Regions from separate parts of the Drosophila melanogaster genome. Here region 2 is linked to region 1. Evidence: chromatin contacts called from public Hi-C data. All regions are on one chromosome and are shown on one strand. The core of a region is the stretch at or near the end of the contact, and the rest is flanking DNA. Distances in the headings are between cores, read along the strand shown. Region 1 holds the start of gukh (GUK-holder). Region 2 holds the start of lncRNA:CR46041 (long non-coding RNA:CR46041).

The links. A called contact is a pair of places that touch in the nucleus more often than the background predicts.
Region 2: a Hi-C map of the Kc167 cell line shows a contact between it and region 1, with 2.2 times the contacts expected there. A contact is called at or near these places in 4 of 107 Hi-C or Micro-C datasets (the Clone 8 cell line, the Kc167 cell line and the OSC cell line).

Annotation. Positions count from the first base shown.
Region 1 is chr3R:18,979,271-18,985,624 of dm6, reverse strand. gukh (GUK-holder) reads right to left here and starts at 1,600. Exons shown (of 5, transcript NM_169846.2): 1 at 510-1,600. The coding sequence starts at 1,119. snRNP-U1-C (small ribonucleoprotein particle U1 subunit C) reads left to right here and starts at 1,975. Exons shown (of 1, transcript NM_142510.3): 1 at 1,975-2,661. The coding sequence starts at 2,085. The coding sequence ends at 2,522. It overlaps Smu1 (Smu1 spliceosomal factor), which reads left to right and starts at 4,301. Exons shown (of 6, transcript NM_001260261.1): 1 at 4,301-4,368; 2 at 4,519-4,805; 3 at 4,874-4,940; 4 at 4,997-5,255; 5 at 5,323-6,354. The coding sequence starts at 4,780. dnk (deoxyribonucleoside kinase) reads right to left here and starts at 4,630. Exons shown (of 4, transcript NM_001275793.1): 1 at 4,431-4,630; 2 at 3,722-4,073; 3 at 3,375-3,645; 4 at 2,876-3,317. The coding sequence starts at 4,053. The coding sequence ends at 3,168.
Region 2 is chr3R:19,053,226-19,059,665 of dm6, reverse strand. lncRNA:CR46041 (long non-coding RNA:CR46041) reads right to left here and starts at 1,646. Exons shown (of 1, transcript NR_133418.1): 1 at 1,147-1,646. All of the region lies in intron 3 of cdi (center divider), which reads left to right.

The sequences.
Region 1 (6,354 bases), core at 351-2,850:
AAGTCCAGCGCTAGTAAATATCATTTAAATTCTTAGAACACAATAAATATGTTTATTAATTTTAACTTTTTCAAAAACAGAAAAGGAAACAATAAAATCAATTGTTTTAGAAAATATTAAAATATTAATCTAATATGTTAATATGCGTCTGTTTCTAATTAGCCCCAGTGAAAAAACTTTGCTATAGGGTATAGCGAGACCTGCTCCCCAATTCCCCCACTGACTTATTTTTGCTTCTCCTCCCTTTTGCGCCTTTGCAAATTGAATTCCCCGCGTGTTGCGAAAGCAGATAAGATTGGAGCACGTTCTCCGCCAAACACAGCCACCCACACAGAAGCTACTCCACGCATACAAAGCGGCAGATGACGGGCGATAAGCTGTCCGTGATAACGCACTTGACTTTGAGCGCGAATCGTGTGAGGAATACACACACACACATTGGGGGAGCTCCCACTTATGTAGATCCTAGCTAGAATTGAATAGGGCATAAGATGAATGGGTCTACTTACGAACTGTGACCGTTTTCGGATCGTAGGCACAGACGCGTCGCTCCACGGCGGCAATCTTCCGCTGCACACGACCCGCCCGCTCGCCCACCGCCTGCAGATCCCGCTGCAGGTCGTCGAAGATATCGCTGGCTATGAGGACCAAGCTGGCCAGCTGCCGCAGGGCGTTGCTCAGCGTTATGTTGCTGATCGAGTCGAACTCGTGGCCGGAGACCACCTTGGAGGAGCCGGCAGTGGGCGACTGCGGTGCACTGGCGATCCTTCCAAGCGCCGGCCTCTGCTGGCTGGGATGCCGCGAATTGGGCAGGGATTGCGACTGATGGCGAGTGGGCGAGGTGGACAGGAACTCGACGTGGTGCTTTAGCTTCTTCATGGGCGCCGGAGCGGGCGGTACGGGTTGATCCTCCGGCGCCTGGTGAACCAGAACCCTGGTAAGGGATGTGGGTGATCCGTGGCCATTGGGGACCTCTACATCCGGCGACTGCTTGTTAATGCAGTTGTTGTTCCGGCACTTGCCCGGCGTGCAGTGGAATCGTCCGGATGCGTGGCCCAAACTGGCCGCCGTGGCCTGGGCCACATTGACGGGCTGCACCACGCGCTGGACGAAGGGCATCTCTCGCTGGCTCTCGCACTCTTGATCTCTCTGGCGGCCACTAGCTGCTCCAACTCATTCGCTCCGCTTCGAAGGCACCGGCCAACATAAAATAAAAGGTAATCCAAGTAATCCCGACACACACACACACACACGAGCACACGGGCACCGAAAACTGGTCGGACAACTTCTGGACTTGAATCCTCCGCAGTCGCAGCCTCCTAGCTATTGTCTACTACTTTCGGCCAAATTCCTTGGCCTTTTCACACGCACTCACAAACTAGTTTAAATCAACTGGTTTATTGCTGCCCCCCAAATTTTTGTGGCTAGTTCTCAGCCTTGCATAATTAGCGCGCCGCACTCGAATTGCCCGTGGTTGTGGCGATTTTAATGGCCCGGCCACCGTTACGCGTCGTTCGAAAGGTGTGTTAGCCGGCAAAATTACAAAAACCGACCGTCCGCGCTGACGTCTTCGTATTTCGCCGGTTTCAAAATAACTGCCAGTGTGCCCAATACATGGCAAGGGCAGTGAAGTCGCAGATAAATCATCTGCCCGTGTGACCGTTCGTCCAAGCTGCTTGAGTATGTCACCGACTAGGGTTCAAAACTCTGCTTAGCTTAGTCAGGACACACTGCACACACTAACAGTGTGTTACCTGCTGTAACACTTAACAGTGCACAGTGGGCATTCAACACAAAACATTAATATATAATGCATGATTTATATTTATTTTTATGTTGTATCTGTTTGAATATATAAATAAATATAAAATGCAAGCTGACAAACCCAAATCAAATATCTCCATGAGTTTCAAGCTGAATGTTGCTGTTAAACATATCGATATACACAGCGGCAGAGTTGCCAGACAGCAGCATGTCTCAGTAGCTTATCACCCTTGTCGAAATACGGTCATACGACTGCGAAAAATAATAAATAAAACTACAGTGAACCGAATTTCCTTAGCTAAGATAAATAAATTAGTGCAATGCCAAAGTACTATTGCGACTACTGCGACACCTACTTGACCCACGACTCGCCCTCGGTGCGGAAAACCCACTGCACCGGCCGCAAGCATCGCGACAATGTAAAGTTCTACTACCAAAAGTGGATGGAGGAACAGGCGCAGCATTTGATTGACGCCACTACCGCCGCCTTCAAAGCGGGCAAGATCACGAACAATCCGTTTGCCGGCGGGCCAGGAGGAGCGCCTCCCAAGCCGGCGGGCGTGTCCATTCCGCCGCCCAACATGGGGGCTCCTCCGCGTCCGGGAATGCCTGGAATGCCCTATATGCCTCCACTGATGAACCCCATGATGGGCATGCGTCCGCCACCGATTATGAATCCCATGGCCATGATGGGACCACCGCCTCCACTGGGCACTATACCCGGCGTCCGTCCAGGAATCATGAACGGACCCAAGTGAACGCCCTCAGGAACGGCATCAACGTTCACAGCACAGATGGAGTGCTCTCCTTGCGATGTCCTAATTAAGCTGTAGCATTTAAGTAAGCCCGATAGCGAAAACAATTAATTATATACATTTATATAAAGCAAGTTGACTCAACAAATGGTTGTCTTTGTGGGTGGAAGTCAATAGAGAAATAAAGTATATATATTTAGGTCAGTAATGAGAAGCGCATGCAGTCACATTAGAGTTCAGCAGGCATAAGATCACGCCGCTTTTACGGTGCACACATTATTATGACTTTAAAAAACCCCGCTTCAGAAAAAGATAACAAAAATCAATGCTAGAGAAGGCATTTAATGATTTCATTGTCCAACACAATATAGTTAAAATGCAAGTGAACTGAAATGCTAACACAAAAATAGTAGGTGCCTTGCCTTTAACATAAACATTCACAGTTTTTATTACAATATTTTGAGCTTACATACTAGTTGCTGTGAAGAGAATATAATGTGGATTATAATTGTTAATATACGAATGTGTTAATCATTGGCTCGAAGTGTAAGTTTCTGCCTTTGTCCCGCGAATCGGCTCGTCTAGGCCTCTTATAATATTATTTTAAACGTCTGTACTACACACAATTAGGTACTAATGGGATAATGGTTATCTGGCGACCCTCTGGCGCTTGCTGGGCGACACCAGAACCGGCGAGGGCTGTTGGTTACTTGAGATGGCGTCGAATATGCTGCTCTCCGAGCGCTGGTACTCGGTGCCAATGTTTTCCAGGTTCAGATCGGCATCGAGGACTAGGACCTGAGGAAAAATGCATATTTAGCGGCTTCGGTAGATGTGAGCTTGTGTAGAAACTACCTTGCACGACTGCGGTCGTCTCTGGTGTATCAACCAGTCCTCGTGCAACTCATGCAGCTCCTGAAGGTACTTAAGCGGCACGCAGCTCTCCTCAGAACGAGCCCGCTGCCGGATGCGTTCGTACGCCACCTCCGGCGAGGTGCGCAGATATATGATGAGGTCCGCCTGCACGTGAATGGACTCTTCGATGAACTTGTACCACTCCTCCAGCGTATTGTACATGCCCTGCTCCAGCGAGCCGTTTCGTCGCATGTTCTCCACGAAGCAATAGCTGCGGCGCGATGGGTAATGGATAAGTTTCGTTTAGCGTTTCTGGTCAAACCGGACGACGGGAATAATGCACTCACCGAGCGCTAAAAATGGAGCGCTCCATTATTTTTAGCTTCTTGTTGGTTGGGGCGGTGTGCGACTGCAGCATGGTCAGCGTGACATAACTCTGAAAGGGCATGGCCCACTTCTTGGGATCTTTGTACATCAGCTCCAGCAGATTTACCCCGTTGACGTTGCGCCACTTCTCGACGGGCTCGGTCAGCAGGCAAATGTCGTTCTTGTACTTCTCGAAGTGGTTCAAATACGTGGTCTTCCCGCTGCCGATGTTGCCCTCGATGAGGACGGTGAAGGGCTGGGTGCCCTCGGCGTACTTGGTCCCCTTTCGGGCACAGGATGCTGCCTCCGCCATCAGTCCGGATAATCGGCGATCTGCACGTGAGATTGGGAGTTTTACTAACTGTTTTAGGTACAGCACAGCAGCAACGGATCGCGGTTGAAGTTGATTGTTCCGGATTCGATGGAGTACTGTACACGGCGGCGGGAATATGGTGACTGATTCAACCCGCCTGGTCAGATCGTTTACCGCCGAAAAACAAAAAGAGCGGGAACATCGCCATTTGTTTCTTTTTTTTTTAATCGGTGTTACCTATCGTTATGCTTGTTTTTGTCAACCGGCTGATCGGTAACTGTGTGTGTGTGTGTGTGTGTGTCTATTCTATTGCCGGTAATGTTTTTACATACATCTTTACAAAAACTTAAAGTTTAAGCCAATGCTGGTTGAATTACCTATTAATGATATAATGTTTTTCTGCCACATGTGCTTGCTGGACATTGCTGTTTTTACAAATTTATTAAATACAAATACCACTGATAGCAATAAAATTAAACATTTATTGCTCACAACTTTTATGGCCTCTTATTTATTTTATTTAACGTTGTGAAATGAATTTTCTTTTTGCCTATACTGAGAATCAGCTGTCGGCGATAACGATAACGGTCAGCTGTTCTGTGCATAGTATCTGTTTTTCGCCATCCCTACGACGACGCATTTTTTATCAATATTATTGTACATTTTTATAAACCTGTATTAAAACTTATTTTTAAAAGGAATCTTAAACCGGGAAATTAGTTTACGATGTCCATAGAAATCGAATCAGCGGAGTAAGTACTGTAAATCGACCAACACCACTCAGTTTTTACTAGATCCGTGATTTCCCCCCCAAACAAAGTGTGATTCGGCTCATCCAGCAGTATCTGAAGGAGTCCAACCTTATGAAGACCCTGCAAACGTTACAGGTTAGTACTTACACACCGCGGAGAGAGTTTGTCTTTCAATGATCTTAAACTTTCAGGAGGAAACGGGTGTCTCCCTGAATACGGTGGACAGCGTGGATGGCTTTGTGCAGGATATCTCCAACGGGCACTGGGACACCGTGCTAAAAGTGACCCAGTCTCTCAAATTACCGGATAAGAAGCTGCTCAATCTATACGAGCAAATAGTCTTGGAGCTGATCGAGCTCAGAGAACTGGGCGCAGCAAGATCTCTGCTCCGCCAGACGGATCCCATGACCATGTTGAAGCAGCAGGAGCCCGAACGATACATCCATTTGGGTAAAATATAAGCCATTCTAAGGTTTCACTAGAGTTCGTGATTCCTAATTGGTATATTTGTCTGTAGAAAACATGCTGCAGCGCGCTTACTTCGATCCCAGGGAAGCCTATGCAGAGGGAAGTAGCAAGGAAAAGCGGCGCACGGTCATTGCCCAAGAGCTAAGTGGCGAGGTGCATGTGGTGCCCTCCTCCAGGCTCTTGGCACTCCTGGGACAGGCTCTTAAATGGCAACAGCACCAGGGACTCCTTCCGCCCGGCACCACCATTGATTTGTTCCGCGGCAAGGCGGCGATGAAGGACCAGGAAGAAGAAATGTATCCCACCCAGCTGTTCCGACAAATCAAATTTGGCCAAAAGTCGCACGTTGAGTGCGCTCAGTTCTCGCCGGATGGTCAGTATCTGATAACGGGCAGTGTGGACGGTTTCCTTGAGGTGTGGAACTTTACCACCGGCAAGGTGAGAAAGGATCTGAAGTACCAGGCGCAGGACCAGTTCATGATGATGGAACAGGCGGTGCTGGCGTTGAACTTCTCACGAGATTCCGAGATGGTGGCATCGGGCGCACAGGATGGCCAAATCAAGGTGTGGCGCATCATCACCGGTCAGTGTTTGCGTAAATTCGAGAAAGCCCACACCAAGGGAATAACCTGTCTGCAGTTCTCGCGAGATAACAGCCAGGTACTCAGCGCATCCTTCGACTACACGGTGAGACTGCACGGGCTGAAGTCGGGAAAGATGCTGAAGGAGTTCAAGGGGCATTCCTCCTTTGTGAACGAAGCCACCTTTACGCCTGACGGACACAGCGTGCTCAGCGCATCTTCCGACGGCACAGTAAAGGTTTGGTCCCTTAAAACGACCGAGTGCGTGGCCACGTACAAGCCCCTTGGCAACGAGTTGGCCGTAAACACAGTCCTCATTCTGCCCAAGAATCCCGAACACTTCATTGTCTGCAACAGATCCAATACGGTTGTCATTATGAACATGCAGGGCCAGATTGTGCGATCCTTCTCGTCGGGTAAGCGCGAGGGCGGTGCCTTTATCTCAGCCACTCTTTCGCCGCGAGGAGAGTTCATATACTGCGCTGGAGAGGATCAGGTGC
Region 2 (6,440 bases), core at 397-2,896, 74 kb before region 1:
GCTGATGTAATTGGCTGGCTGAGTGGCAGAGTCTGAAACAATATGGCAAAGGCTCATGACATTGTTGTCTGTCGGACCTGACTAGATTTAATTGCCAAGCTGCGTAGAGCTTACTCACTTCGCTGGCGTTTGTTTTTTGTTTCTGTTTTTTCGAATATATTTCTACTATTTTTTCAGTTTGTTTTTCATCCTCACGTGACTGCACGCAACAATGAGTGTCTGATGGCAGCGACTTCAATTGTATGCAATTCTCAGGGACTTTTTGCTGCTGCTGTTGCCGTTTTCTATTTTAGCGATTTTTTCCGCAAAATGCCAGACCAGACAGACCAATCCATTTTGCACCGCCCATCTTTTCCTGCTCGCCTCCATGAATATGCAATTTCTGGCTAAGACCTTTTTCTCTTTCTCTCTGTGTGTGTGTGTGTTGTGGACCCGCCCTTTCATTTACCACGTTAACACCCCGAAAATGGCAAGAGACATGTCTTCTATATTAGCTGCCATTCTTTTGTTTTTTAGGCATTCAAACTTTAAACTCGTATAATCCGAAAGATTAAACGTTAAGAAGGCAACGCGATTTGATCTGACCTCACTCGGGATTTTCCAAGAGTTAGTATTGGTAGAGCCCACCTGATTTTATGACATCTGTCATTAGCGACTGTTTCTGACACAGAGCTAAGTGAGAAACGTGCAACGAATCGCGGTCGGGGTATTAAATGCAACGGATTCTGTTGATTAAATGCCCTGGCTGGCCAACTTATTTCGCTGTGTGCGCCGGGCTCGTTGAGAGATGGATTTGGGTCAGCGGAACACAGCCAGTCTAAAGCGAATCCATGCAGCTGCCAACTTTTCTTTATTCGTCGGCACTAAATGAAAATTCTAAAAACTCTGGAATGCAGCTGTGGCGCCATCGGTCGACTGGATAGTGAAATTAAAATTCAGGCGCACGCATTTAATTCTTTGTTTTATGGATCCCCTGCAGCAAAGCTATTTATATATTTACACTGAGGCCAATTAATGCGACACTGCGAGAACAAGTAGTTGCAATCAAAAACAATATGTTGGAATTAACAGGATTTAAATATTTTTCATTTTTCAAACTTTATTTTACACCTTAAAGCTATTTAAGCACTTCAAATGAGATGCTTTATAATTATTTATAGCTTATTCTGTAAGCGCTGCATTTCAATCAATTTTAATATGTACTTTTATATATATTTAACAGCGTTATTATTTGTCTCAGTGTATGCATTTAGGTACTAGTACCTATGCCTGTTCCGCCCGATTGAATCCCGCTCATATCCGCGATCCTCGATCCGCGTTTGTGATTTTATCAGTGACGTGGATCGCTAAACACTCCGCTCCCAGGTCGTCCAAATGATCAACTGTACGAATGACTGACCGGGTTGACTGACAGTTAGTTAGTTAGTTAGTTAGTTAGTTAGGCGCTGCTCTTGTTGGCGGGCGCGTTTAATGATGCCTAACGATCGCGGCTGTCGGCTAACTGTCAAATTTTAACAGCTACACCGCTGGGCGTCCATGCGGGCCGCCTCCCATGGCGGCCTTCTACGATCCGATCCGATCCGATCCGGCTAATGAAGCCTATTGATTGGCTGCCAGAACTAGCTGTACCGTTGCATCCTCCGACTATCAGTGTAATGCCGATGCAGTCGAGCGTCAATAGAACTAATCTTTTGGGTAATTGAAACCGCCTTTCTAGCCGGCAGCACGCCATGTACTACAGCAATGCATCGAATAGTATGCACACCCACGCCCGAATCGCTGACTTATTGGCCACAAAACTGAAACTGAAACTGAAACTCTCACAACACACTCGACTGAGGATAGTTAGTTGAGTGGTTGCCGTTGGCGGCGTGTATTTTTTATGGGCTTATCACGCGGCCGCCGTAATGCGGAATGTCGCACAATGAGAACGAACAGCCAGCGAGTCGGGCAATTGCGAATGGCATTCCCCGCCCAGCCTTTGGCACGCCTCCCCTCTCTATTGGCCCACTGGAGCAACGGCACCCAGCCACCCACATGGCATGGCTTGTAGCTGTCGCCGCTCCCAAGCTGCCACCAACTTGACAGATAGTTTGCTCCATACTCTGCTCCCCAGCAGCAACACTAATGCACTGCGAAAATGTGGCTAATTGTAGTAGTAGTATTTGTTTCTAGGGGCTGGTCTCCAAAATTATACATGAATTCAAATGGTCATTCAAATAGAAAATGTAATTAACGTGATAGTTTACTTATCATCGGTAGTATGCATCGACACGCATGCATCTACGCATTATTATTTCATAAATTAAATGCACACATAACCTTGATATCTTTTTCTTATTAAGCAATAATATACTATTCATATTATTGGATACCTTATATCTCCTTATATCTCCTTATATTTAATACGTAATTCTTGATAGCGCAGCATACCCATCGTTTGACTCACAAATCCCATTGCAAGTTGACTTACATTATTGAGTGGCTCTCTCTGAATGTAAACACAGCGATGACGCTGATGGCGCCGGGTGCTCTACACTTTGTTTTGCCCCCTTTTTTTTATGGTATATACATACATACATTTATATATCAACTGGTGAAACAACAACTACTCCACTTGTAACAACCGAGCAGGGGGGGAATGGTAAACAAGCTGCCGCTTTGGCTCACAGCCATTTAAACGCTCATTTAACGCGACTCAGACCGCGCAAAGACATGTGACAGTTCTTAGCCCGGATCATTACGGGCCACAAACAATGGTGGAAATTCCGCTGGAGCTGCTGTTTCAGCTTTTGCTTTGGCGGCACTTGATCTTTGCGCCTGGCTGCGATGCTAAGCAGGTGATAAGTTGTCGGGCAAATGTTGACAAATTGTTGGCATGCGAATGCAAATGCGCGCGGGTTAATGACTTAAGGTGCTAACCCACCGGATTGGACCACTGAGCTCTCACCCTTTCTACCGCACAAGTTGCAGTTGAGCTTTTTGACCCCGATCTACAATAAAGCGACTTGGGCAATCAGCAATCAGTCAGCTCAGCTATTGATATAAACCCGGCGTTGGCGTTGCAAGAGGTTTCACTAAGGTCAGATTGCACTTAATTGAATAGCCAGTCAGACGATCGAGCTACCACCACCACTCATCTTGCGATGAGTAAAGTCGCGGCGTCACTTGAAGGTCGTCTGTGGTGGCGGAATGCCTGCATATAGGTAGTATACAATGGTATAGTATAGTATGGTATGGTATGGTACCGTAGTATAGATGCGATGATGTGTTTGCCACAAGCCTCCATTTTTCGAGGGGCCACTGCACATTGTTGTCTCTCGGCCATTATTTGTCTTGGCTGGATTTGTGTGTCGCCGAGCGTTGGCGGCTCATTTCTGTCCCCTTTTATGAAACGAAGCAAAATGAAATGCTTGCCAATAAACCGAGATGGCTGGCCTTGAATTGAATGGGCGCCCTCATCGGTGGTGGCACATTGTCGGGCTAATGAAAAGATTGCCGAGAACGGGCGAAAAAAAAAAAAAAATTGTTGACAATTTAATGAGAATTTTATTGTGCAAGATGGGTTCAATTGGCCATTCATGCAGCGCGACAGCAGTTTGAGTGAATTCCGAAATCCGTGCATATATAATTAAGTTCTATATGTGTGTATAGTAGATGTAAGTAGTTTAATGGGGGATTTAGTGTCTGGCCAAATTGAGTACTTAATTTCTGGCCGCCGGGTAGTTTGTACAGTTACCAGACTTTTAGACTTTGACAAGTTGCAGCAGCAACACCTGCTGCAACATTAGCTGCAGCAGCAGCAACATGAGGCCGAAAGAGAGCGTGTCATGATTGCGGCCATATAAACATTTCTTTTTATTGCTTAATGGATACCCTGGACGACGGGACTGCCAGACTGGTTGACTACTTGCAGCGCACTTTTATCAGCGCAGCTTTTCATGTTTGCTCGTCGATTGGGGTTTGTCAATTGTCGATCGATGGCCTGTAATTGAAGCTGCTCGGCTGCCTCCGTGTTTTGCCGTGTGGCACGAATCGTTGCCATTGCAGGCAGTGCAAGAAAGCTAAATTGGGTTAATTTCTGATTGATGATCAACATGGCCTGGTAAACTGTCGCGCGCAATTTCATTAGGCAGCTTGTTTTTCAGACGCCCGTGTGATCAGTGTGTTCGATTTGGATTCGATCGTCAATTGCATTGACGTCAGTGTATCTGTATCTGAATCAGCATCTGCAGTATTTGCATCACGGATTTTCATTAGCACTTCCGAATGCCGCCTATTTATGGAGCGTAGAGTATGTAGGTGTGTGCTAAATTTAAACCAATAGTGTGTGTTTACAGCAAACACGAAATTATGCATTCCATAGAGCCAGCAATTATCGATGGATCATCATCCACTTTGGTGGGAAGGGAGATGTTTTTTTTTTGTTTTTTGGCCTTTTTGGCAATGCCAAGCACAACTAAACTCACTGACCCAAAACTGGGGTATGCATATTGCTGTTATTTTTATTTATTTTGGTAATGCTTTATGTCTCAGCCACAATAATATGTATATGTATAGTACACAAGACAATGCGACGCAATTGCAAGTCATTGAACCCACGGCATTATTATTATTACATTGTGTTGTTGTCGCTGTAAGTGCTAACACATGTAAAAGTATAAAAAGAAGAGCAGCAGGATTGATGTACCCGAAAAAAAAAACGAGCAAGAGCATGAGTAATGTGTATCGCACAATACCCAGCGTTTTTTCGGCAACAGATGCAGATACAGATACAGATACAGATACAGATACAGATTGGAATTTAATGAGAGCCTGCCTTGCATTCCATTTTGTTTTGGTTTTTTATTATTATTTTGCTCAAGTTGCGTGCTGCTGATGCCGTGTTGTAACAAGTTTCTTGACAGCAATTACTCACTACTGTGCGTCCGCTGGATTTTTAGTTAGTTTATCTCCCAGCGATAAATCGTCTCATATTTGTCTGCATAAATCGCACTTGTGTAATTGTCAACTTCCGCATGAAAAAATAAGCTAAACAAAATAGAGCCGTAAAATGGTAAATAAACGTGTGTCAGGCAGGCCCGATGTCCCATAAAACATTCATCTCTCTCGCCCGTCTTTTGGCCCGGCTGACTGCCAACATTCACTTCCAATTTGCGTTTGCGTTTGCGTTTGGCCATTGTCTTTTGTCTCTGGCCTGCGTTTTTCGTATGCACGAAATTATGTCATCAACTTTCAATCAATTTCAATACACTTCAATCAATTTTTCACAACAAAAAGCGGGCATTAGATATTCAGATTTATGCAACACCCCGCGATATATGAGCTTTCTTTTTGGGCTGCACTAGCTTCCACTAGATTGAAAATCGGTCAGCAGTGAAAACAAGAAGAGGAAGTTATGGCCACCACTGTTGGATGTTGCTGCTGTTGCTGTAGCTGTTGCTGTTGCCGCCGCTGCTGCTGCTGCAGCTGCAATCTGCATAATTTTCGCATCACGTTTTGCATATTTTTCTAATTGAAAACCAAATTCAATCATTTCATTTCGCAATGCTGTTGCTGTTGCTGTGACTGTTGCTCTGTTGTTACTACCCGACAGCAGCAAATGCCGAATGGTAATTGCAGTTGGCAGCGTTTAGGACCATTTATAACGCCCATTGCCACGCCCCCGGCTGCGGCTGCTGCTCCAGTGCCACCGTCTCATTTGGAAGTTGGGCATTGGGCCTGGTCTTGGGTTATTTACTGTTTGCCTAAAAGCGAATTTTGTTTACTTTGTGTCAACCTTTTAACCCCGCGATCGTGCCGCTGCTGCTGTTGTTGCTGCTGCTGTTGGTGCTGCTGCTGTAGTTGCAATATCTGTTGCTGCCACTGATGTTGTGGTAATAATTTTCAATTAAGCGCAAAATGCTTCAATGCTCCAATTCGATTTGCCAACATAAAATGCTTCGGCGGCGGCGGCGGCGGCTATTGCAACACACGGGTGAAAGAATTCCAGCGGGATTTTTCATTTCATTAGTCTATCTAATAACCAAGCTGGCCTGGCCAGCGGCAGTTAGCGGACTTAGTTGGACTACTACGACTTCGTCTGTGAAAAGTCTGGGAAACCAATTGGCGCAGTCTTGGGAGAGAAACGTGCAAACGTGTCAATTTATGGTTTTCATTGCAACTTGCAAGAGAAATGCCGGCTGACGATTTGCCGACTGTTGAACGTACAGCGTTTTCCCGGGAAAACAGTGTAATATGCTCGTAACAAATATTGTAACACCTAGCGAAGCAGTACATTTCAATTTAACACCACATCACATCTCTTTTGGCTGCAGGGTAAAAACGGTAGAAAACTGGCGAAAATGCTGGCGAAACAAAAAAAAAGAAATTGAAAAACTAAACGCTGCCAGAACAATGATTCTTCGGCAGTTTCAGAGGCTTATAACCGCTTGAGTAGG